Linked DNA regions of Mus musculus: all the other regions are linked to region 6. A link is a contact called in public HiChIP or PLAC-seq and promoter capture Hi-C data. All regions are on one chromosome and are shown on one strand. Each heading gives the region's core, a stretch centred on a gene start, on an enhancer-like site or on the middle of the called end of the contact. The rest is flanking DNA. Distances are from core to core; before and after follow the strand shown.

What was found. Promoter capture Hi-C pulls out the DNA fragments that hold promoters and counts their contacts. HiChIP or PLAC-seq counts read pairs in DNA pulled down with a chosen protein or histone mark.
Region 1: a contact with region 6 is called in an H3K27ac HiChIP or PLAC-seq map of microglia, with 6 times the contacts expected there. The contact joins the enhancer-like site here to the promoter of Cmtm7 in region 6. A contact is called at or near these places in 7 of 39 promoter capture datasets (the 3T3-L1 cell line, the C10 cell line, the HPC-7 cell line and 3 more), 2 of 115 datasets of contacts at active chromatin or transcription factors (bone marrow-derived dendritic cells and microglia) and 1 of 9 other capture datasets (adipose tissue).
Region 2: an H3K4me3 HiChIP or PLAC-seq map of pro-B cells shows a contact between it and region 6, with 10 times the contacts expected there. The contact joins the enhancer-like site here to the promoter of Cmtm7 in region 6. A contact is called at or near these places in 4 of 39 promoter capture datasets (the 3T3-L1 cell line, the C10 cell line, hippocampal neurons and 1 more), 2 of 484 Hi-C or Micro-C datasets (B cells and LSK cells) and 2 of 115 datasets of contacts at active chromatin or transcription factors (large pre-B cells and pro-B cells).
Region 3: a contact with region 6 is called in a promoter capture Hi-C map of pre-B cells. The contact joins the enhancer-like site here to the promoter of Cmtm7 in region 6. A contact is called at or near these places in 5 of 39 promoter capture datasets (the 3T3-L1 cell line, hippocampal neurons, liver and 2 more) and 2 of 115 datasets of contacts at active chromatin or transcription factors (large pre-B cells and pro-B cells).
Region 4: an H3K4me3 HiChIP or PLAC-seq map of pro-B cells shows a contact between it and region 6, with 7 times the contacts expected there. The contact joins the promoter of D730003K21Rik here to the promoter of Cmtm7 in region 6. A contact is called at or near these places in 5 of 39 promoter capture datasets (the 3T3-L1 cell line, the C10 cell line, the HPC-7 cell line and 2 more), 1 of 15 datasets of contacts at CTCF or cohesin (large pre-B cells) and 4 of 115 datasets of contacts at active chromatin or transcription factors (the 230-238 cell line, double positive thymocytes, extraembryonic endoderm stem cells and 1 more).
Region 5: a contact with region 6 is called in an H3K4me3 HiChIP or PLAC-seq map of pro-B cells, with 14 times the contacts expected there. The contact joins the enhancer-like site here to the promoter of Cmtm7 in region 6. A contact is called at or near these places in 2 of 39 promoter capture datasets (liver and pre-B cells), 1 of 15 datasets of contacts at CTCF or cohesin (large pre-B cells) and 2 of 115 datasets of contacts at active chromatin or transcription factors (large pre-B cells and pro-B cells).
Region 7: an H3K4me3 HiChIP or PLAC-seq map of embryonic forebrain shows a contact between it and region 6, with 4 times the contacts expected there. The contact joins the promoter of Tgfbr2 here to the promoter of Cmtm7 in region 6. A contact is called at or near these places in 2 of 39 promoter capture datasets (the HPC-7 cell line and pre-B cells), 6 of 115 datasets of contacts at active chromatin or transcription factors (the 230-238 cell line, DN3 thymocytes, embryonic forebrain and 3 more) and 2 of 9 other capture datasets (adipose tissue and liver).

The regions. Positions count from the first base shown.
Region 1 is chr9:116,135,496-116,138,696 of GRCm38.p6, forward strand. All of the region lies in intron 2 of Tgfbr2 (transforming growth factor, beta receptor II), which reads right to left. Among named protein-coding and RNA genes, the nearest start is that of Gm31292, 8.3 kb to the right of the region's middle. Within about 2 kb of position 1,521, at least 90 of the 459 cell types and tissues checked have an H3K27ac peak or open chromatin away from gene starts, as enhancers often do. A contact at or near this core is called in the HPC-7 cell line, bone marrow-derived dendritic cells, liver and 1 more, where this site is marked.
Region 2 is chr9:116,364,845-116,367,689 of GRCm38.p6, forward strand. No RefSeq gene overlaps it. Among named protein-coding and RNA genes, the nearest start is that of Gm31559, 27 kb to the right of the region's middle. Within about 2 kb of position 1,532, at least 116 of the 459 cell types and tissues checked have an H3K27ac peak or open chromatin away from gene starts, as enhancers often do. A contact at or near this core is called in B cells, LSK cells, pre-B cells and 1 more, where this site is marked.
Region 3 is chr9:116,082,479-116,085,602 of GRCm38.p6, forward strand. No RefSeq gene overlaps it. Among named protein-coding and RNA genes, the nearest start is that of Gm31014, 30 kb to the left of the region's middle. Within about 2 kb of position 1,848, at least 88 of the 459 cell types and tissues checked have an H3K27ac peak or open chromatin away from gene starts, as enhancers often do. A contact at or near this core is called in liver, neutrophils, pre-B cells and 1 more, where this site is marked.
Region 4 is chr9:116,326,043-116,329,166 of GRCm38.p6, forward strand. D730003K21Rik (a long non-coding RNA gene) reads left to right here and starts at 1,281. Exons shown (of 4, transcript XR_871324.2): 1 at 1,281-1,603.
Region 5 is chr9:116,382,620-116,385,784 of GRCm38.p6, forward strand. No RefSeq gene overlaps it. Among named protein-coding and RNA genes, the nearest start is that of Gm31559, 8.7 kb to the right of the region's middle. Within about 2 kb of position 1,797, at least 220 of the 459 cell types and tissues checked have an H3K27ac peak or open chromatin away from gene starts, as enhancers often do. A contact at or near this core is called in pre-B cells and pro-B cells, where this site is marked.
Region 6 is chr9:114,780,392-114,783,350 of GRCm38.p6, forward strand. Cmtm7 (CKLF-like MARVEL transmembrane domain containing 7) reads right to left here and starts at 1,602. Exons shown (of 5, transcript NM_133978.2): 1 at 1,277-1,602. The coding sequence starts at 1,411. Gm9888 (a long non-coding RNA gene) reads left to right here. Exons shown (of 3, transcript XR_003948087.1): 3 at 907-1,281.
Region 7 is chr9:116,173,817-116,177,050 of GRCm38.p6, forward strand. Tgfbr2 (transforming growth factor, beta receptor II) reads right to left here and starts at 1,547. Exons shown (of 8, transcript NM_009371.3): 1 at 1,128-1,547. The coding sequence starts at 1,221. Gm40582 (a long non-coding RNA gene) reads left to right here and starts at 1,828. Exons shown (of 3, transcript XR_871320.3): 1 at 1,828-1,920; 2 at 2,095-2,203; 3 at 2,895-3,234.

The DNA.
Region 1 (3,201 bases), core at 271-2,770, 1.4 Mb after region 6:
GGAGGGGGGGAGGGCAATGGGAAGGGGAGGGGGAGGAGGGGAGGGGGAGGGAAACTAAGAGAGCAACTCACAAAGCTCTTGATGCTCCCTGCCACAACCTGAGCTGACCAGAGCAGCATGACACAGATCACCTTGCCTGCTGCCCTCCTAGGAGGTCTGAGAAAGTCTCTTCATTGATCTTTGAGAGAAAGGGGAACAGCACCCCACACCTCACATTTGGAAGCGTGGGCATTTGGAAGGGCAGTAGATAAGGGGAATGTAGACTTCTCAGCGCCAGCTGGGGGCACGCTTTGCCTTTTTGTTTATTTCATTTTTCCACCATTACAGCAAAGCAGAAGGTACCACAGTTAAGGTTCAGTCGGGATATTTTCTTCCCTCCTCTTCCTTTTCTACCTCCTTGGATTCCTCTATGAAAACCTTACACAAGGCATGATCAATACAATTCACCCTGACCTGGGAACCCCTGACAGAGGTTAGCTGACCGAGATCACTGCCCACTAACAATCCCATCAGCTCCCGGAAGCCTATAAACCTTCAACCTTTTCCCTTTAGACCAATATTCTCTTCCCTGTATGTGACAGCCACCCCCTGGCCTTTTGTGAAACTGTTTGGCAAGACAGTCACTTTCAGACTATAGCAATATTGGTCATCTGTGTTGGCCTCATGTCATTCTGTTAAAAGCTTTACGAATTCACTCTGGAACAGGGAGCAGAGAAACACCAGCTTTTGTTCAGTTCATGCTTTCAGGAGGGTCACAAATGCCCCAGCAGCCTCAAAGCAACAGGTGAAATCCCAAGCCTCCCTCCCTCAAGAATTCCCAAAGACCTCGTGAGGTCATGAGGACAGGTGGAGGGAGGCAGTCGTGCTGCATATGCCTGTCCCAATCCCTAGGGAGAATCGGTGCCAGCCAAGCCCTTACGCACACAGCAGTGATTCTTATGTTTAATCTGTGATGCTTCAGAGGCCAAAGGGATGGCACCGCAAGGATGTGCATCTAGATCAACAGCTAGGGACAAAGATACAATTCTAAACAAACCCAAGAACTCTCTCCTAGCCGGAGGGGTGAGCTAGTCAGTGCATCACTTGCCTTGCAAGCAGGAGATCCTGACTTCAGTCCCCAGACTGTAGGCTTAAACCAGGAGTTTCCACTTCACCAGCCCTTATGTAAAGACACAAAACAACTCCAACACCACCAAGACAACCTAACTGACTCTTCAACAACCTCAACCCAAAATTCAAAACGCTTTTCAGTTTGATAGCTTTGTTACACACCGTGTGTTTGCTTAAACAGTCTGCTATGAAGGCAACACATTTTAATTGCTACAGATCCTCCATTAGCGGCTGGCCATCCTTTGGGAATTTTATACCAGTAGCAGGCAAATTAATTATTCGAAGTGTTCTCTGAAAAGAAGTTCCAGTAATAGGAGGCTCTCTCACCTAGAAAGTCTCATGCTGTCCTATGAAAGGGACAGCTGTCAGAGCATGTGACAGACTCATGAGACATAACACATTTCACTTCTCTTCCACAAGCCCTTGAGTAATAGCAAAACCTTCACCCCGGCACAAAGGTTACTGCATCGTTCTCTCCCATTGCCCCAAACTCACTGCCGAAGGCTCTGAGCTCTCACTGGGAAGGGAGGTGTTAATTTCTAGACAAGCACTGTTGTCTAAGGATTGTGGGGGTAAGAAGGGCTCAGATTTTTAAATTGGGATTAGGACTTCTTGGCCCATGTCTTTGAAACAGTGTTTACTGGTGGCTGGAAGGTTAGGGGAAAATTCATCAAGAATGCTTAACATTCTGCCAGCAGTGTCTTCATGTAACATTGAACTGTGTTCTCCTGATTATTGATTATTCTCGTGTATGTGAGGTGGGGGCACAGCATGCCCTAGCATGGACACGGGATAACTTTGTAGAGTTGGTTTTCTCTTCCAGCTTTACTTGGGTCTCAGGGATCCAACTAGGTTCTTCAGGACTGTGCAAAGAGGACTTATATCTGATGAGCGATTCACCAGCCCTACTCATATACCTCTGAATTCATGCACCCCTTTAGTACGGTCCAGGTTTGTGGAGAACCTGAGAACTCATTGACTCCACACATGACTGTGATGCCTGGCTTGGTGCTGTATATTTAAGAGTGCCATTGCTATTGCTGCAGTCGAAGGCAAAGCATCTTGAAGAATAACCCACAGCAAGTAGTGAACAGAACTCACTATGCCTTGAAGCTGAGCTTGTCAAGTGTGAATACACACTCAAATCCCTCAGGGGAAATATTGAATCTGCAGGTGTAGCTCGTGCACAAGCTCACAGAGCTGTGGGGGCTGGTGTGTTAGACATTCATAGAGCAGACTAGAAGTATGGAAACCAGACAGGAACTCATGATGAAGTTTCTGGTCAGAGTTCTTCCCCAGGAAACTCCACTGCTCACTTTTGTAGTGTACAACAGAGTCACATGATCGATGGTAACCTCCTTTGGTCAAAAACAATTAACTACAGCTGCCAATTGTATATGCAGAATAGCTTCATGGCAGTGCCAGGACTAAGGTTTCATTAAAAAGCTAAATGTGGGATAGAGAGACTATAGCTCAGAACGGATTTTAATCCTCAGCCCCCATGACAAAAAAGAAAGAAAGAAAGACAAAAGAAAGAGAGAGAGAGAGAGAGAGAGAGAGAGAGAGAGAGAGAGAGAGAGAAAGAAAGAAAGAAAGAAAGAAAGAAAGAAAGAAAGAAAGAAAGAAAGAAAGAAAGAAAGAGAAAGGAAGGAAGGAAGGAAGGAAGGAAGGAAGGAAGGAAGGAAGGAAGGAAGGAGGAAGGAAGGCAGGCAGGAGGGAGCTGGGCATGGCAGTGCAATTGGAAGTTGGACACAGGCATATTCTTGGAGTCTGCTGGCCAGTTAGCCTAGCTGACTTATTTGGCAAGCTCCAACTAATGAAGGCCCCTGTTCTAAATAATATACATTTTTTAAAGGTAAATATTTGTCACCTGAGGAATGACACCTGATGTTGCCCTCTGGTTTACACACACACACACACACACACACACACACACACACACACACACACTTTACACCTAGCTCTGTACACTCAACCCATCCATCCGCCTAGCAAGTCTGAAGTTATTCTTATCTGAGGTAGAGGGTCACTGCACGCAGCAGGGAGACCCGCCATTTCCCCTTTTCTCTGTGGGTTTTAGAGCTGGCAAAA
Region 2 (2,845 bases), core at 282-2,781, 1.6 Mb after region 6:
TGTATGTATGTATGTATGTGTGTGTGTGAGCATGTGTGCTTGTGTGTACATGCGTGTATGTGCTGCAGAGCTGTGTGTGTGTGTGCACGTGCACATGTGTATGTGTGAGCATGTGTGCATGTGTATACACGCATGTGTGTGCTGCAGAGCTTTATGAAGATCAGAAGACAACTTGCAGAAGGCTGTTCTCTTACCACGTGAGTCCCAGAAGTGGTGCGCCAGTTGACAGGCTTGGTGGTGTTCGGGTTCCCTCAAACCTTGACCTTTTACACTTTGAAAATCTTCTTTCCCATGAAATCCCAGGATCCTCCACAGAAAGCTCACTCCTCCCCTTCCCATCAGCCTTCCCATGTCTGCCAGTGCCTGCAAATCTCAGTGCTAGTCAATAGCTATGATTCACAGTGCTGCCAAGCACAAGGGCATTTATCAGTCTGCAGAGTTAATCAGTGCTATTCGATCCTTCGCTTAGGGAGCAAAGTTAGAGTTAGAAAACCTAGAGGGAACCAGGAGGTCTCAGGAGCAGCTGGATCTAGAAACAAACGGAGGTGAGCACAGGAGTTCAGGCTCCTGGTGCTCTGCGCTTTCTCGGGAGCTGCCTTATTTCAGAGAGCATCTTCCTGACATGCAGGCACAGATGGGCTCCTGGCTCAGAGAGCGCGAGGCTGCAGGGGGTAGGCAGTGAGAGCTGCGGAATATTAATTGGATAAGGACACGTAGAATCAATACTGATATAAGAAAGTAAATAGAACTTTGATTTATGCAATTATTATTTTTTCAGAATCTATTTGCAGCCTAATTGCCTGTGACACTAAGGCTGGAATACAAAGTACCAGCCCCACATCTGTGACCTTTGCATTGAGTGCTGTTGTCGTCACTGTTGTCTTCCTCTCCTCCTTCTCCTTCTTCTTCTCTCTCTCCCCGCTTCTCCCTATCCCTTGTATGTGTAATAAACTTTCTCATTCTGTGTAAAAATTCTCCCAACACCATGTGTGCCCTGTAACCCAGCTCAGACGGTCAGGTTTGGCAGCAAGTGGTTTACCCTTTGAGCTATCTCCCTACTTTTGATGACTCTAGTTTGAGCTGTACATCTGGCTCACCCCACTGGGAATCAGCATGTAAGAGGGGCAGCCATCAGAGTCCCTTGTCTTTGTGTGTCCTGACTTGATCAGCTCATTGGCTGACTACATGTAAAATGGAGTCAAGTGTTTATGCTCTGTGTTATTGGGGACATGGTACAATGTACTTGTATTCCTGATAAAGTGCCAAACTACAGCTGAGTTGAAATGACTACTCCTTCTTCCTCCCTCTCTCCCCCTTCTTTCTTCTTTCCGTCCCTTGTTCATAACCTCTCTTTCCCTTCCTTCCTCTGGGTGACTTTTCTTTGATTCTATGTCCCTCAGACATCCTCACTGGCTCCGCATCCTTCCCAGTTCCCATTTTTGAACTATGCCCGCTTTGAGTGTCTGCAGAGTGGCTTCTGCAGTCGCTGTTCTAGGGGCTGTCCGGAGCTTTCCTTCGTGCAAACCACAGCAGCTGCAGTTGGTGACGCAGACACACAGGAAGCCACGCTGCCACTTCCTCTGCTCCCTTTCCTCTTTGTCTCCATTCTCTGACGATTCTTGCAACTTTTTTACAGGAAATGCAACCAGGAAAACAGACTGAATATAAAAAAGTATTTCCAGCAAAAGGTCTCACCTCCAAAAACCATAAAGTTTGAGGCGGCCTTAGAGACCATGTTAGCAAGCCAATTAGTTTGAAACTGAAGGAGAAAGAATGTGAAAGAAGAAAAATAATCTCAGTTGGTATTTCCTCTGTATCTTCCTTCAATTCATTGTTACCTTTTTTTTTTTTTTTTTCTTTTTAGCTTTTTGAGACAGGGTTTCTCTGTATAGCCCTAGCTGTCCTGGAACTCACTTTGTAGACCAGGCTGGCCTCCAACTCAGAAATCTGCCTGCCTCTGCCTCCCAAGTGCTGGGTTTAAGGGCGTGCACCACCACCGCCCGGCCATTGTTACCTTTTGATGTAAATACTGTTACTCAGTATGGGAGGTTCGGAGACCGAGGGCCAGCGATGTCATCATCCTGTGCCATGTGCCAGTGCTCACTCAGAAGCCATGCTCGACCTACTGCTACAGTGAGGTTTCTTTCCTTGTAATAAGAGAGCTGGGTAGAGGCAACCCAGCACTCCCACTAGAGAAGGCTTCTGAGGAAGAGCTTTAGGAATTGGAATGAAATCTGAGATTGCATGGAGGAGTTAACTCCCAGGTAATAGGCTGGATTCTCCTTTACGCAGGCTTTCCTCTTTAATGGTCTGATTTGGTGAAATGAACTCCACATATGATTAAGGAACACTACTTTGTCTACCTTCCTCTTCAAAATACAAAACAGAGACGAAACCTTTTGCAAGGGGCCCAGTGAGATGCTGGCAACCAGGACAATGCAAGATGCCTTCTAATGGAAAAATGGGAAAGCCCTTCTGCATTCTGAGGTGTGTGTTACTTCTCATGGTTATGTCTCTGTTTCTCTTTCTTCCTTTCTTCCTTTCTTCCTTTCTTCCTTTCTTCCTTTCTTCCTTCCTTTCTTTCTTTCTTTCTTTCTTTCTTTCTTTCTTTCTTTCTTTCTTTCTTTCTTTCTTTCTTCCTTCCTTCCTTCCTTCCTTCCTTCCTTCCTTCCTTCCTTCCTTCCTTCCTTTCTTTCTTTCTTTCTTTCTTTCTTTCTTTCTTTCTTTCTTTCTTTCTTTCTTTCTTTCTCTTTCTTATTTCCTTATGAGGGAAGCGTGTCACATGTTCCAGGCCAGGGAGCAGGAAGCTGCCCACCTTCTCAGGTGTGTACCCTGAGTTTCTGGG
Region 3 (3,124 bases), core at 598-3,097, 1.3 Mb after region 6:
ATTAGCTGCTGCCATTCTATCAACAGTTACCATTCAGAGACCACTGCTATATGGCTGCCTTTATCTATCTATCTGTCTGTCTGTCTGTCTATCTATCTCTCTATCTATCTATCTATCTATCTATCTATCTATCTATCTATCTTTATGTGTATGTGCATGCATCTGTTTGAAGTCTTGGGCACAGGAGCCTATGTGCCTACAGGGGCCCAAAAAGAGCCTAGATCCCCTGTCACTGGAGTCACAGGAAGTTTTAAGTGCCAAACATGGGTGCTGGGAAGCAAGCTCTGATCCTCTGAAGGAGCTGCAAGCACTCTTAATTTCTGAGATATCATCTCCAGCCCCATCACCCCCCCCCTTTTTTTTTCTTTCAACAACAGAACTTTGGCCTTATGATAATGTGAGCACAGCTGAGAGTTCTTTCTGTCTTTGGACTGAGAGCCCTCACAGAGTGCAGGAGGACATTTGGAAGTACACCCTATGGAATTTCAAAGGACTTCTCTGGGTTTCTGTTTAACAGCCCCACCGCAAAGTCATCCTGTCCTTCTATGTAGCCTGAATGGTTTCGGTGACCAGAATGTCGCCCTAAAAAAAAAAATCACTGTGGAAGACCAGAATATGCCACAGCAGACACATCTCTTCAGCATTTGGACTATGTTGAAATGATCCTTTGGAAAACATAGGACTGGGAGGGGAGAGAGGAAGGAAGATCAGGGTGGGAGAGAGCGAGGGGTGGAAATGATGTAAAGAGTGATCATGTGAGAAATTCTCAAAAAAATATAATAAAATAAAAGCGAGATGCCTGCTTAATTAGAGTAGGAAGATGATTAACAAGCTATTTTTAAGTGCCGCGAGTATCAGGAGATATACCAGAATAGATTATGCCATGCGCAACTGATTGGCAGGCCTTGAAATGTGTGCAAGTTCCCAATCTTGTCTTGATCAGCAGTCTTTGCAAAGCAGGCCTGAAAGGCATGGCCCCCAACCCATAAAGTATGAAGCCATAATTATTCAAGTGAAAAAAAAAAAAAGGAAACTAATTAGAAGCGTGATAAGCAGTGATTAGGCAGTTACTTCAGGGGAAAATGAAGGAGATGTGCAGATGCCAACCGGGGTAGCTTTCCTGAAAAAGGGATAGACAGGCTGGTTTAGATGAAAAGTTCCCTGTCTGTCACCTAGGGAAGCAAGTGCCTTCAAGACAGGGCCATTAGCATGTCATTTGCACACTGAATTTAAGACAAAAAAATAAAAGGTCACCCCAAAACAGGAAGTCCTTGGAGCAGAACAGGCCTTGCATCTAAAAGTCAGTGAGTTGCAGGAGGCACAGGGTCCTTCCCGAGGGCCCTCGGAAAGCCCACTGCTAATACTCCTGACCTTACAGTAGCCAGAACTCAAATGACCGGGGTGGAACAGAGCCTAGAGGTGGGTCAGAAGACCTTGGCTTCTGTTTTGGCCAAGGCTCTTGGGACTGAGCCCATAGACCTTGTACATTTGGTCTTGTACAATAAGACTTTTGCTTTTTGTGCTCTGGTCAGCTGCTCTCTCCAGCTCTCCAGTGCTAAGGGCATCTTCTCTACTCTGGAGTTTGAGCTAGTGGTCTGGTTTGAGTGTGAATGGCCCCAACGGCTTGCACTTGAGCCCAGGCTGGTGGAGCTAATTTGGAAACCCGTGGGAATTGAAGTGAGTGGAACCTCAAGGAGGAAGTGGGCCATCGAGGGTTCACTTCCGGTTCTGTACCAAGGTTCCGCCTCTGAAGTTTGCTTCCTGATTGTGGACAGTGTTAATCCTACCAGATGATAATAAGTCCAGTAATACAATTTTGAGCCAAATCTGAAGCAAGCTTTAATTAAACATTGGCCAGGGTGATGAACTCTGGCTAATTCCACTCTGGGGTTCCCAGAAAATGGGGACAGGTCACATTCTACAGTAGTTAATAAAGGCAAATCTGTAAGGCTGTTATGTACCCCACCAGGTCCAATCATTGGCGAACATATGTCCTGATGTAATTCCTGGCTGTGTACCGCCTGCCTACATCCAATGAGAGTCAAATGTACTTCCTGACGTATTTCCTACCCACATACCTCCCACCTACATGTCATCGACCACAACCTGTGTACCTGGGCAAAAAAGTTGTTTAGAGGAGCAAAACAATAGCTGCCTGCTATATTTCAGGAAGTATCTGTCCTTGGGCAAGGTTGGAGACATATTCTGTTTTGTGGATCTCGTATGCACAGTAATTAAATCTTAAAACATAACTTAGCTCTCATAGACACTGTGTGACCAGCGGCCTCCGGTTCGTGCTGCCAAGTCTTCTGAACCACAATGGATTGCGTCACCTTCAACTGTAAACGCAAAGAAACTTCTCTGCCCCCCCCCCCTCCCGCTTGTCAGAGCGAGCAACCAGAAATGTAGCATAACCATTGAGTCAGACCATTGAGCTCTCCAGGGCTTTGTGTTGCTTCCCTAGCGCGTGCGCGCACGCACGCACGCACGCACGTACCAGCCAGCTTGCAAAGGAAAACTGGCAGCCCATCCTTACCTGAGTATCATCCACAGAACAGAGCATGCCCATGCACACATGTGCAGGGAGTAGGATGGGGGATGGCGAGGAGCCCCGGAAATACAAGCAGGAGAGGTAAGGACTATGAAACCCCTCTAAAGGGCTGTGCACCAAGTGGTCAGATTTTTTTTTGGAGCTCTTTTCTCAGGGCTTGTTAGGCCACTTCCATTCCTGCGTTTAATAAGCTGTCTTTTTTTTTTTTTTTTTTTTTTTTTTTGGTTTTCGAGACAGGATTTCTCTGTGTAGCCCTGGCTGTCCTGGAACTCACTCTGTAGACCAGGCTAGCCTGGAACTCAGAAATCTGCCTGCCTCTGCCTCCCAAGTGCTGGGATTAAAGGCGTGTGCCACCACCGCCCAGCGGCTGTGTCTATTTTTAGACAAGAATTGGCAGCCCGGTGAACTCATCTCCTGTGATCGTTATAAATAAGTGTGTTCATCTCCCAATGACTTACAAAAATCAGTGTTTTACTCATCAGCCATTCAAGAAACAACACTTGTGAAAGTCCAGGCTTCAAGTTCTACTCTCTTTCTAATATCTTTTGAGATAAGCGCATATCTGCTAAAACA
Region 4 (3,124 bases), core at 31-2,530, 1.5 Mb after region 6:
GTTTTCAGCTTGTGGGTCTGTTTGCTTGAGACAAAATTCTACTATGCATTGCATGATAGCCTTGAACTTACTCTAGCTCAGGATGGCCTCAAAATTAGAGTAGTCCTCAGCCTCACAGAGTGTTGGCATGCCAGGTGTGTATCATGATGCTTAGAGACAGATTTCTTTCTAACCAGTTATAGATGTAAAATTATTCTTAGTTTGTGGATCAAATCAACCAACAAACGAACAAATCAACAAACCAAGCAAACAGTCGGTAAAACTAAAAACAGGTGGCAGGCGAGGTGCTGGGTTATCAACAGTAGGCTGGCTACCACCCCAAACGTCTTCAATGCCACTGGTAAGTTCCATACATGAGCTTGCTTCACTTTCACTATTGTGGCACACACACACACACACACACACACACACACACACACACACAAAACATATACCTTGACTAAAAAAATGTATGTCAACAATGAGATCCATGGATATGGCTGCTGGGTGATATGTTGTTTGCCTAACTCTGTGTATAAAGATAAATATGCATATATACCCTTGCAAGTACTCATAAATACTCATACACCTAGACATAGAACATAAACATATATTCCTTGAAACAATTCAGGATTCTAGACATTTCCAACTGTTGCTTTCACACATTTAGAAGGGTTACTTAGCACTGTCCCCATTTTCTGGTTCTATAACTGTGTTTTCATGACTTGATCTTATCAAATCCCAACACCCCCATCTTCCCTCATCCAACCATGTGGTTAGTCACCAGGTCAAGCCCAGTTCCTTGAACATTAGTGGATTTCCACCTAGAGTCAGGATGACAATGAGTGGGTTTGGCTGTAGGTACATGGAGTATGGTAACGTAAGGATCCATGAGTCACTGAAGAATGATACCCCAGACTCAAATAGTACGTAAACGGAGAGTGTTTTACTTTGCAGAAGTCCAGCATGCTGGGGTCTCTCCAATGCCAAGATAGAGAGACAACCAAGTGAGCTTGCAGGCCTGATTTAAAGCACATTAGGTAATTCTGGGATAGGTGACTTCTATGTTAATCTGTTGGGTCTATCTCTATGGACATTCCATTACTGGGGTGTAGGAGCTGTGAACCTGCTGGGAAGATCTAGAAACTGTTGCTGAGGAAGTCTGGAAACTGCTGCTGACCCATTGTCCTTGCCTCACGATAGGTGGCAGGGCAGCTTCTGAGGCCTGGACTTGCCTGGACTTGCCCAGTTCTTAGAAACAGAGATTTAGGCCTAGTCTCCTTAACTGCCAATGTGAAGCCTGTCATGGAATCAGCCTAGCTTCCATAGGCCTTCTCAGTACCTATCAGAGCGATTTGGAATTTCATGGTTCCAGGAAGTAGCTAAGTAAGTTCTGTATTCAGCTCTTGTTCTAACTGGCATAGAGTCCAAAGTGAGCAGGAGTATTAATCAAGGAGGAAGAGCCCGTGTAAATGTGGAAAAACTCCAGGATTGTGGCTTGGAGGTCACAAAAGTAAGTTGGAACTTCCAGGAACCTCTGCCTGATGCTTCCAACTTCAAACACACCACCGACTTGCAGGGAACGCTGGCACAGTTGATTATTTTCTAATGGACATCTACCCAGGTGAGGAGCTGGGGAACCTGAAGGAAGAGACCTGGTGAGGGACACAGAACTGTATGCTTGGCTTCTGCCCTCTGTCACAGGGAGACAGACATCAGCAGTTCCTGTGTGACCCACAGCAGCTGAGTAATGCGCTCTGAAATGTCCTATCTCAGTTGGTAAAGTGCTTGCAAACCCCTGGGTTCCAAGCTCTGCAAGGCACAAAGTGGGTATGGTATCGTATGCCAGCTATCACAGCACTTGTCAGGCAGAGGCAGGAGGACCAGGAGTTCAAGGTTTTCTATCTATTGCTATCTAGTGGGTTGGAGGCCAGTCTGAGCCACGTAAGATGCTACATACGAACAAACAAACAAATGGCAAATAGCTAATGTGGGCCTTCCATACCCTACCTTGTAGATTCTTTCTGCCCTGAGACTATGAAGAGATAGAATCCTGGTCCTCAGATGTCTCCCCTAGCTAAGTCAGCACAGAAAATGGACTATGTAAACTCCCTTTCCTGTAGAGCTGGTCTGAAGTAATCCGAGATGGTTTTTGTAAGACTTGGTAAAGTTCCTTCACCCTCTTTCCAGTACTGTCCTGGGGAGAGGGGGAGTCGGCCTTTATCCTTGGGAGATTGCACAGATTTAGAAACTGATCTTACACGGAGGACAAGAGAACAGCCTAAGAAGTCACCTCTTCTCTGCCTGGGGGTTTTCTCCCTCCTGCGGGGTGCTCAGAGGGCTTCTCCTGGAAGCCCTAGGACCAGCAGGCCTGGCTTCCTGCCTTTCTCTAACCAGGGTGGCAGGGGGCCTGCATCTGCCTCCCAGCAGCCTTCCTGTGTTGACAGCACCCTTTGTTCTTCCTTTCTCCCTAGGGAAGATGTTGGCTTGTCTGTTCTGGGCAACAGATTTGGGAAAAAACACACTTTTGTCTTTTAAAGGAATTTATCATTGTTCTTCTGAAGACTCAAAAGAAAAGTCACCTTACACTGATTTCAAAAGCAACAACAACAACAAAAACCAATTGAACACCCCCTCGCCCCCTTCAAAAACAACAGGAAGGCATGATTCAGGCCATGCATTTTAAAATTACTAAATCCACAAAAATGTGAATGTGTGTGTGTGTGTGTGTGTGTGTGTGATAACAATAATGAACAGGCAAAAGAAAATTGCAATGTTTCTCAATCTCTCCATTTTCTGACATACATGTCACCATCAGATTCTTTTTTTAAAAAAGTCTCTTAATTATGTGCATGTGTGTGCGTGTATGGCTTTTGCACATGTGCAGGTGCCAGTGGAGACAAGAAAGTGTCCAGTTTTCCTGAAGCTGGAGTTAGAGGCAGCTGTGAGTCTCCTGATGTTGGTGATAGGAACTGAACTCTAGTCCTTGGCAAGAGAAAAGAAACCCCTAGCCCCGAGCCATGCCATCTCTCTAGCCCTAGATTGCTTTCTTGGTCCTTTTATGCCAGCGACTTCAGAAAGTCTTGCTGTATATTCTTAAAAGGCCGTCTGGAAATTTGTAGAGTTGGGTAATAAACTTTACTGT
Region 5 (3,165 bases), core at 547-3,046, 1.6 Mb after region 6:
AACCCTGTTAGGTTGACTGTCAACATCTTCCATCACACCTGTGCACCATATTTCTTTGTAGACTCTTCATCTCCTGACACAATGCCCTTCAAAAGGTACATCCCACTGGAAGGTGTGGGATCTTTAAAGAGGAGGCCAGAGAAGCTCTGCTATTCTGTGAACAACTATAAGGAGAGAAAACTGTAAGGAAAGAAGGGCTGCAAGACCAGCACTTGGATCTGGCAGGGACAGAGCAGTGATGTCTGGTATGATTGTTAGAGCATTCACAGGGCAGGGCTCAAGCAAGGACAATGGAAGGAACCACAGCAGGAGGAGAGCCACCACACTGATAAGGCACAAAATCACAAGGGATGCAGAGCAGCCTTGTGAGTCTCAGTAGCTCTTGGGTGGGACATGTGGCATATCTGTTGGATCTTAAAAATGGTTTTAAATGTTGGGCTAATATTGTGAACCTTAACAGGTAGGATCCCTGGTATGTCCCCGAGAAGAGAATTGTGTGAGTAATCTTGGGTTTAAGAGAGCCTTTTTTGGGGGGTAGTGAATTTGTTTGTTTATTATTGAGGCTGTCCAAGGGGGGCCTTGATCTTGATATGTATTAGATTATTCCTTATGATCTTCAGGCTGCCACCTCCTCCACCCCTTCTGGCTTCTCCATCTTCCGAGCTCTGGGATCATAGACACATGTGTCAGTGTGTCAGGTTTTTGTGGTGTCTCCATTGCTCTGCAACTTAGCCCCTTACTTAAGACAAGGATTCTTAGGGGGTGACCCCAGAGCTGCAATGTCAGCATCATCTTGGGAGTTCCTTTGCTATGCAAATTCCTGGGCCACGTTCCAGCCCAGAAATACACTCAATCAGAAACACAGCGGACCGTTTTCAATGAGCCTCCAGGTGATGGTGGTTGGCATGCACACTCACGGACTGTGGACTGGAAGAGGAGAGCGGCATGCCTTTCCCATGAGTCACCTGATAGGACTTGGATTTATTGCTTTCAGGTGTTTTAAGTCGAGGGTAATTCAGCCAGCGGCATGTTAACACATTGCCCACAGCATAAAGAGAGAGTAAAATTTATCCCTCCACCCGAAGCTCATACTAAAGTGGTCTCCTCCTTCTTTGTTGCATTCCATGCAAGTGATACAAAACACACGCTGACCTCAACTATTTTCTAAGAAATTTGATAGGGGAAAACAACAAACCCGGGGACTCCACCTCTCCCTAGACGCTGCCGCTGTTTCTAACTGGCTTGAGCACTTGTGCCTGGCTGCTTGTGCTCTGGAGGTATCTGATGTCTCCGTGCCAGTGTAGCCCCCAGAAACACCAGCTCGGCTTCGGCTTTCCGCAGGGCTGTCTCGCAGAGAGTTCTTGATGGGGTATGCCTGAGATGCTGGCGAGAGTCTAACACAGGAATGCTGGCTCTGCTGGCTCTGCTGGCTCTGTTGTTCACACTGGCCAGGCTTGGCAGGACACCTTTCTTTAGGTTCTGCTGAATTACTTTTCTCACTCTGGTCGAAAAGCAGCTTAAAGGAGAACCAGTTTATTTTGCTTCATGGCTTAAGGGGTGGGGATGGGGGTGGGGGTAGGGGTACGGCTGGGAGTGGGGAACAGTCCTTCCAGATGGCGAATACAAGAAGGCAGGATCTTGAGGGAGCTGGTTCTTAGGAATGGTCCCTTCTCTGTTAGGGAGCAGAGAATGAAGTGAGACCGGAAATGCTTTCATAAAACCTCAAGGCCAGCCTACAGTAACCCACTTCCTCCAGTGAGGCTTCACCACCTACAAGGTTCCACAACCCTCCCTAACAGCGCCACCAGCTGGGGCCGTGTTCAAACACAGGAGCCTAAGAGATGTGTCTCATTCAAATCATCACAAGCTCTAAATTGTGCTCACAGTGCGCCAGCCGGGGCTCTACGGCCTGGTGCCTCAGAGTCTTGATATAGAAGGCACGCTATTGTAGCATTGCCAGGGCTAAGCCAGTGCCTCTACTCCCCGGAGGGGTCATTCGACACTCTAGTCTCGGGAAAATCACTATCCCCGTGAGTGAGCTCTGCTTTTCCAACACATTATTTTGTTTCATAGACGACTTATGAATACAATCAAACACCCCTAGTACCTGAAAGAACGCATAAGTCATAAATAACTTCCTTTGTGTTCTTTGCCGAGAAATACCACCTAGCTTCCTCAATCCCACAGAGGTGGGCCACGCATTCCTTACTGGCCATCTGGAACAGTGGAAACCTTCAGACTGTGGAGAAGTCAGCCACACCCACATTTCCAAACACGTCGTTAGACCCCAAAGCAGAAGGCTCGTGATTACACCCCACAATCAGCTCTGAGGCTCTGAACAGACCACCCATCTCTCGCTACACATGGTGGTAACTGCTGTGGGTGTTACTTAGCTCTTCCAACATGGAAGTATATTATATATACTAGATAATACAGTATAATATAGAAAATATTCCATGTAGAGCTATTGTGGGTTTGTAAAATGAGTTACATTATAGATCAAGGATTGTGAACTCCAGTATTAAGTTGGTTTTCTATTTCTATTAAAAAAAAAAAAGGAAGGAAGGAAGGAAGAAAGAAAGAAAGAAAGAAAGAAAGAAAGTCTAAGTAAAAGACCAGTAAGATTGCCCAATGAACAAAAGTGCTTGCTGCCAAGACTGATGGCCTAAGTTTGGTCTCCCAACTCTCAAAGTTGCCTTCTGACCTCCACTCATAGTCTGTGGACACACACACACACACACACACACACACACACACACACTTCACTTCCTTCTTGTTAGGAGCTCACAAGGCATCTATCTGATATGTACCCCAAAATCGTGGCAACCATCATTCTAGAGCTCCAGGTCCCGTATGAGATCTCTGCCACACAGAGAGACAGATCTTTGGGGACAGGAAGCCAAGATTAAACCTCTGTCCTCTGTAAGAACCAAAGAGCCTTGATTAGCTTGCAGGTGGAGAGCTGGAAGACTGCTGGAGTTTACATTAGGCGAAAACTCACAGTGCATAAAAGAGCAGTGACAATTTCTCTACTCCTCAAGGACCAGGGTCTGTTACTATATAATTTTTCTTTTATCAGAAAAGCTCCTGGCTGCAGGCTACGCACCCTGATACTCCATGATAGCCCCGAGATTACTCCATGGCTCCCTGGGAGTGCTTCAGCCA
Region 6 (2,959 bases), core at 352-2,851:
AGGGCATTCCCTTCCCATCGGCTTCCCTTATGGATCAAGGCAGAGGCCTGATCCAAATCTCTGCCGCGGCCCTCGTCTTCGCATGGGCGTAAGACTGTAAAGTCTCTTTGACTCCAACCATCCTTTAATGATCAAAGAGGTGGCCTCTCGGGCTTTTATTTGGCTGATCAAAGCCCTTAGCCTGGGTCCCACACACCATCCACTCAAATCCAAGACTGCTTAGCACCAGACCTTTTTAGTTCCGTATTAAAACTGCCTGTGTCCCAATCTTGGTCCATTTAGGCACCCTTCTCAGGAGAGGCGGAACGTCTTCCTCCCACCTTTCTACACTCTAGGCATCCAAAATAACGGTTATGGAAGGCACAAAGCTCTGGCCCTGTACCAGCCCCGGGGGGGGGGGGTCGGGGAGGGGGGAGGCTGCTCCAGCTTCGCTGGCAGGTCCCAGCTTCCGGGTCTGTGACCTTGCACTGGGGTCCCTACATCTCTCCGCAGCTTTCTACAAACCACCACTCCCCTCTCCACCCATGATAAGTAGGGAATTCAAACGGCCCAGCCCAGTTTCAAAACACACCACACAAACAGAAAAGGTATTGTAGACGAGACATTTGCACAGAGGTTGAAAAACAAAAACGGGAGGGAAAAAAGAAGGGTGGGTAGAGAGCGAACAGGATCAGGCCTGGTAAACTTCTGGTCGGGCCAGAAGCTTTTGTGCAGCTCTGGTCACAGTAACAGCCGGCTGCTCGCCTTGCCCTGCCTGGCTCCAAGCGAGCACCAGAAGCCCCCTAGCCACAAGCCTGCCTAGTTAACCTAGTTAACTAGTTCTGCCTTCTGAGGCGCCTCGGAAGGCTGACAGGGCGCAGGGGACCTGGCGATGGTCTGAAAGGCGGCGCTTCTCCCGATCCCCAGCAGAGATTCGAAAGTCAAGCCGAGCCCTCTTGTCGCCGAGCTCTACCCTCTCGGGCGGGAGCCCGTGCGCGGCCTGGAGATGGCAGGGGATAGCAGGAGACTCTCCCTCCCCCAGCCCGGGTGCGAGACGTGCGGCCTGGAGAAGAGGAAGGAAGACGAGGAGGAACTCGCACCCCGGGTTTCGGTGGGGAAGTGAGCTGGGCCCGGTAGGGAGGCAGCTGGAGAAGTGAGGGGGCCAGGGATCCTGTCGGCTGTTCCCGGAACTTTCTAGGGGGACACTGGGGCATCAAAGGGGCGCGCGGTGCTCCCAAGGTCCGGGCCAGGTGCAGCCCCGTGTACGGGTCCCCAGGTTCCACTCCACTCTTCTTACCATCTGCGCCACTTTGAACAGGGCGCCGTGGGTGAGCGGGTACACCCGGTCCAGCAGTCCCTCCGAGGGCTGGCCTGGCCCCAGCGCGCCGCCGCTGCTGCACGTGGTCCGGACGAGCCCCGATCCATGAGACATCGCGCGACCCAGCCCGGGCTGGCCGCCTCCGAGGCCCGGGGACCTCTGGCCGGTGAAGCTGGGACGGGACGGGGCGGAGCCTCAGGGGCGGGGCGCACGGCTCCCTCTTCCCAGCTGCGGCCGGACCCGGAGAGGACTCGGGAGCAGATGCCCCGCAAGCCCCTGCCCTCTAGACACGCGGAAGTTGGACTGGCGTGGGCAGGAAACCGGACGCCTGGGGCCCTGGCCTCTCCCAGGAGCGCACCGCCCAGGTCACAGCTGGTGATGAGCCTCCAGGGATTTTTTGTGTGGGTGCGGCTGCTACTAGGTACTGACACGAGTAGGGGGAAATGCCCTGAGCATACCGTGCTGCGCTGTTCATTTCTGCTTCTGTGTGTGTGCACGGGGCACGCACCTGTGCCACCATCACCTACAGCAATAAAAACAGGTCCATCGCCTCAGGACCTTCCTCCCCCACCCTCCCACCATTCTGCTTTCTTTCTTATTATTTTTTTTTGTTGTTGTTATTTTTGCCTTTTTTTCTTTCTTTCTAAAAACATACTCTCTCTTGCCAGAGTTGGGTAGCACTTATTTTTAATTCCAGCACTAGGAAGGCAGAGGCAGGAGGATCTCTGTGAGTTCGAGGTCAACCTAGTCTACATAGTGAGCCCCAGGACAGCCAGGACTACACAGAGAGATCCTGCCTCAAAAACAAACAAAACAAACAAACAAGCCAGGCTCTCAGTGTGTACCACTGGCTAACCTGGAACTCCTGTATAAACCCAGCTAGCCTCAAACTCGCAGGTATTCTCCTTGCCTCTGCTTCCCGGGTGCTGGAATGATACCATACCCAACCGAGGTGACTCTAGGCACTGTCAAAGTCGACAGTTAAAGCTAATCAGGACACCACTCTCAGCATCGCAGTACATCTTTTTAAGTATGTATGTGTGTGTGTGTGTGTGTGTGTGTGTGTGTGTGTGTATACAGAGGCCAGTGGAGGATGTCTAGTGTCCTGCTCTGTCACTCTGTCTACCTTACTCTTCGGTGAAGAGAGATTCGTCTATCTCAGGACATAGAAAATGTCTGATAAAAGCAGCCTAAGAAAAGAGGAGAGATTCTTTTGTCTCATGATGGAATGTTTACTTTTCTTTTCCTGGTCTGTTATTGGACCTGGGGTGAATAGAAGTTTGTTTGTCTCAGTGTTAGAAGTCAAACAACACCAGGTTAGTCCTAATTTATGCTCCCTGCCCACACGCAGGGTTTCTCTGTATATTACTGGCTGTCCTGGAACTCACTCTGGAATCCAGGCTGGCCTCAAACTCAGAGATCTGTCTGCCTCTGCCTCCCCAGTACTGGGGTTAAAAGCGTGTGCCACTACTGCCTAAGACTTTTTTTTTTAAATAGATTCTTTGATTTTTTTTTTAACTTAGTGAATTTATTTTATGTGTATGGGTGTTCTGCCCACATCTAGCTCTGTGCGCCATGTGTGTGCCGGGTGCCTGCAGAAGCCAGAAGAAATTACAAAGCTGGAGTTACAGTTTTAAGTTGCCATGTGCAGGCTGGGAATTG
Region 7 (3,234 bases), core at 297-2,796, 1.4 Mb after region 6:
GTTAGGATTTTTGCTGTTTCCCTTTGTGTGGCTCTTCCCTTCTGAAATGGTCCACTGCTGTTTGCAACACGATCCAAAACTCTTAAATCACCTCAACTACCGATGTCTGCAACGAGCTCTCTTGCACCCTACTTCCGCGCTCCCCAACACACACACACACACACACACACACACACACACACACACACACACGGCCACCGCAATCTCTGCATTTCACCCCAAATCGACCCTGGCCATCCTCTTAGTTACTAGGGAAGGTCATGGAAAGCCAGTGATGAAAAGAGTGTAAACTTTCACAAACTGAACCACTGCATTGTACAGTAGGGAAAACTGAGGCCCAGAGTCATGTGACTTGCCCAGATCGTGGCCCTAACTCTAACTTTAGAGTTAAAATGCCAGATTTTAAACTTTCCAAGCAAACCCTTAGGAAGGAGCCCTAGAGCCTGCTTTTCTCCCTTAACTAACCCCTGCGATGGGACCTGGAGGACAACCTGGGTTAGGTGTTTCCATTGAATAGTAGCTGCTGAGATCTTTCATTCCAGGCAGCATCCCTATAGTCCATCACTTAGTAGGCATGCACTAGATTTTTCTCAGCCATCAACCTGACCACCCTCACTGGGTCCTCATCCCGGCAGGCCAGGAATCAGCGAGGATAGAGATCAGTTCTCTTCTCTAACTTGTATCCAGTGAGTCACGGCCCAGAATCCCTCCCGAGATGGCAAAGCTGAGGACTGAGAGTCTGGCTCAGTCGCGGTGTCTAGGGCAGTAAGCGGCCCAGGTGTGCAGCAGCTGGGCGTCCAGTCCCCTGCCGATGCTCCTCCAAGTTCCAACTTCTTAAACTTCCCTTTCCGGGGCTCCAGGCCCCTCGCGGCCGACCTGGCCTTTCGTGCGCGCACAAAGGGGGTCAGGAGCGTCCCCAAGTCCCCTGCAAGTGGACTGTCCTGCTCTTTTGCGAGAGATCTTGCCCGGATCCCCGCGGGCCTGAACCGACTCGGGCCGCTACAAACTTCCCGTTTCCGCTCTCGCACCGGGTCCCGCGGCCGACTGTCAATCGCTGCCCTGGGGGCTGGAGGAGGAGCGGGGAGCCCCAGTGAACCCCCAGGGTCGCGCCCTGGCCACTCACTCACCCGACTTGGGAACGTGCGGCGGGATCGTGCTGGCGATGCGCGTCCACAGGACGATATGCAGCGGCCACAGGCCCCGGAGCAGCCCCCGACCCATGGCAGCCCCCGTCGCTCGTCATAGACCGGCCCCTGGTGCGCCACGAACCGAGCCTCGGGGACCCCGGGCTGCGCCTTTACTCCTCGCCCTCTCAGGATGCGGGCCAGATGTGGCCGGCGATCCCCGGAGCTCGGAGGCCCGGAGGAGGCCCCCGGCGGCCGAGGAGAGCTGAGCAGGAGGCTGGGGCTCCGTCCCCCAGGCGAGCGTGTGCGCGCGCGGGGGGTGTCGTCGGTCGGTGCGCGCGAGTGACTCACTCATCAACTTTACCCGGGCGCCGAGAGGGAAACAGGAAACTCCTCGCCAACAGCTGGGCAGGACCTCTCGCCGCCGGAGAGCCTTCCAGCTCCGGCCCTCTCCTCCAGCTTCCAGCCCTCGCCTTCCTCCGGCCGCCAATCAAGGCCGCTGGATTGGACCTTGCCTGGACTCTACAAACTTTTAGCTGCCCACTCCCAGCGCTCCCACGCAACCCCCACCCCGCCAAGTCTGGGCTCCAAGTTCAAACTCAGAAGTGACTAAGCGCACTTTTCGCAAAACAAGCTCGAAAGTGGTGTAAACCACTTTCCTTGATACACCTCCAGGCACCCCCACACCTTCTAGGCATTACTCCCAGGGGCTTCATAATTCCATTGAGACCCAGGAGAGAGCTCTGAAATGTAGCTTCAGAGTCCCGAACACGTTGCTTCCCCTAATAAAATAAAGGTAAGCACTTCTTCACTAGAGCTTAGTTTCAGTTTTATGTACATGCATGTGTGATCACGTTGTAAAGGACTGTTTTTTACTGTGGAACAAAATCCAGGAGTTTGTCTCAGAGTTTAATGTGCGTATTAATCACGTTGGGTTGTGAATTTAGCTAACCTGCAGGTTCTGGTTCAGTAGGTCTGAACCCAGAGTGTCTGCATGTCTAATGAGCACCTGGGTAGAGCCTCCCATTGGAAGGACCGTTTCCTGGGCGTGGTTTGCTGGGTGAAGCTCTGTGATCAAGGTAGGGCTGATATTTTCAGGGTGTTGCCTCTAAGAAACTAAAGAAATTAAAGTATGTTTGGGGCCAGACGATGATGGCACACGTGGGCGGGTCTCTGTGAGTTCAGGGCCAGCCTATTATACAGAGTGAGTTCCAGGGCAGCCAAAGCTATACTGTCTGGGAAAACAAACAAACAAACAAACAAAAACCCAAAAAACAACAAAAAAAAGTGTCTTTGGTGGTGGAGTCTGCTTTTCAATGATCGCTCTTCGATAAGATAATTCGAGTAAGGAGAGAAAATACTTGGCTGGAGGTAGAAAGGCTATCAGTAGGAAGACCCATCAAAATTTCCATTCTTTCTGGGGTGACCATGTTTTCCAGAGACAATCTCTACAGTGTGTGTGTGTGCGTGCGCGCGTGCGCCTGTCTGTGTGCAGCACGGCCTGTTTTTTTGTTTTTGTTTTTTTGTTTTTTTGGTTTTTGAGACAGGGTTTCTCTGTATAGACCTGGCTGTCCTGGAACTCACTCTGTAGACTAGGCTGGCCTCGAACTCAGAAATCTGCCTGCCTGCCTCTGCCTTCCAAGTGCTGGGATTAAAGGCGTGTGCCACCACTGCCTAGCTGCCTGATTTGTTTTTAAGGGTTCATTTTACTGTATGTGTGAGTACCTTGCTTTCATGTCTGTATGTGCATCATGTGCATGCCTGTTGCAGAAGCTATAAAAGGACATAGAACCTTCTGGAACTCGGGTCACCCAAGGCGGCACAAGCCACGCATCCAGGAGGTGACTATGTGAGTGCCGGGAACTGACTCTGGGTCTCTGTAGAAACTGCACATGTTCTGCATCTCAGAGCGGCCTCTCTAGTTCCCTGCCTCAAATGAGCTTCCCACTGATCCTGGAGATGGAAGATGAGCTAGACCAGCTAGTCACCAACCCAGACATCCTCCTGTCTCTGCTTCACCAGTACTGGGGGTTCAGATGCATCTGTGCCAGCTCTGTATGTATGTGTGGGGGTGTGTGTATATGTATGTGCACATCTGAGTGTGAGCTCA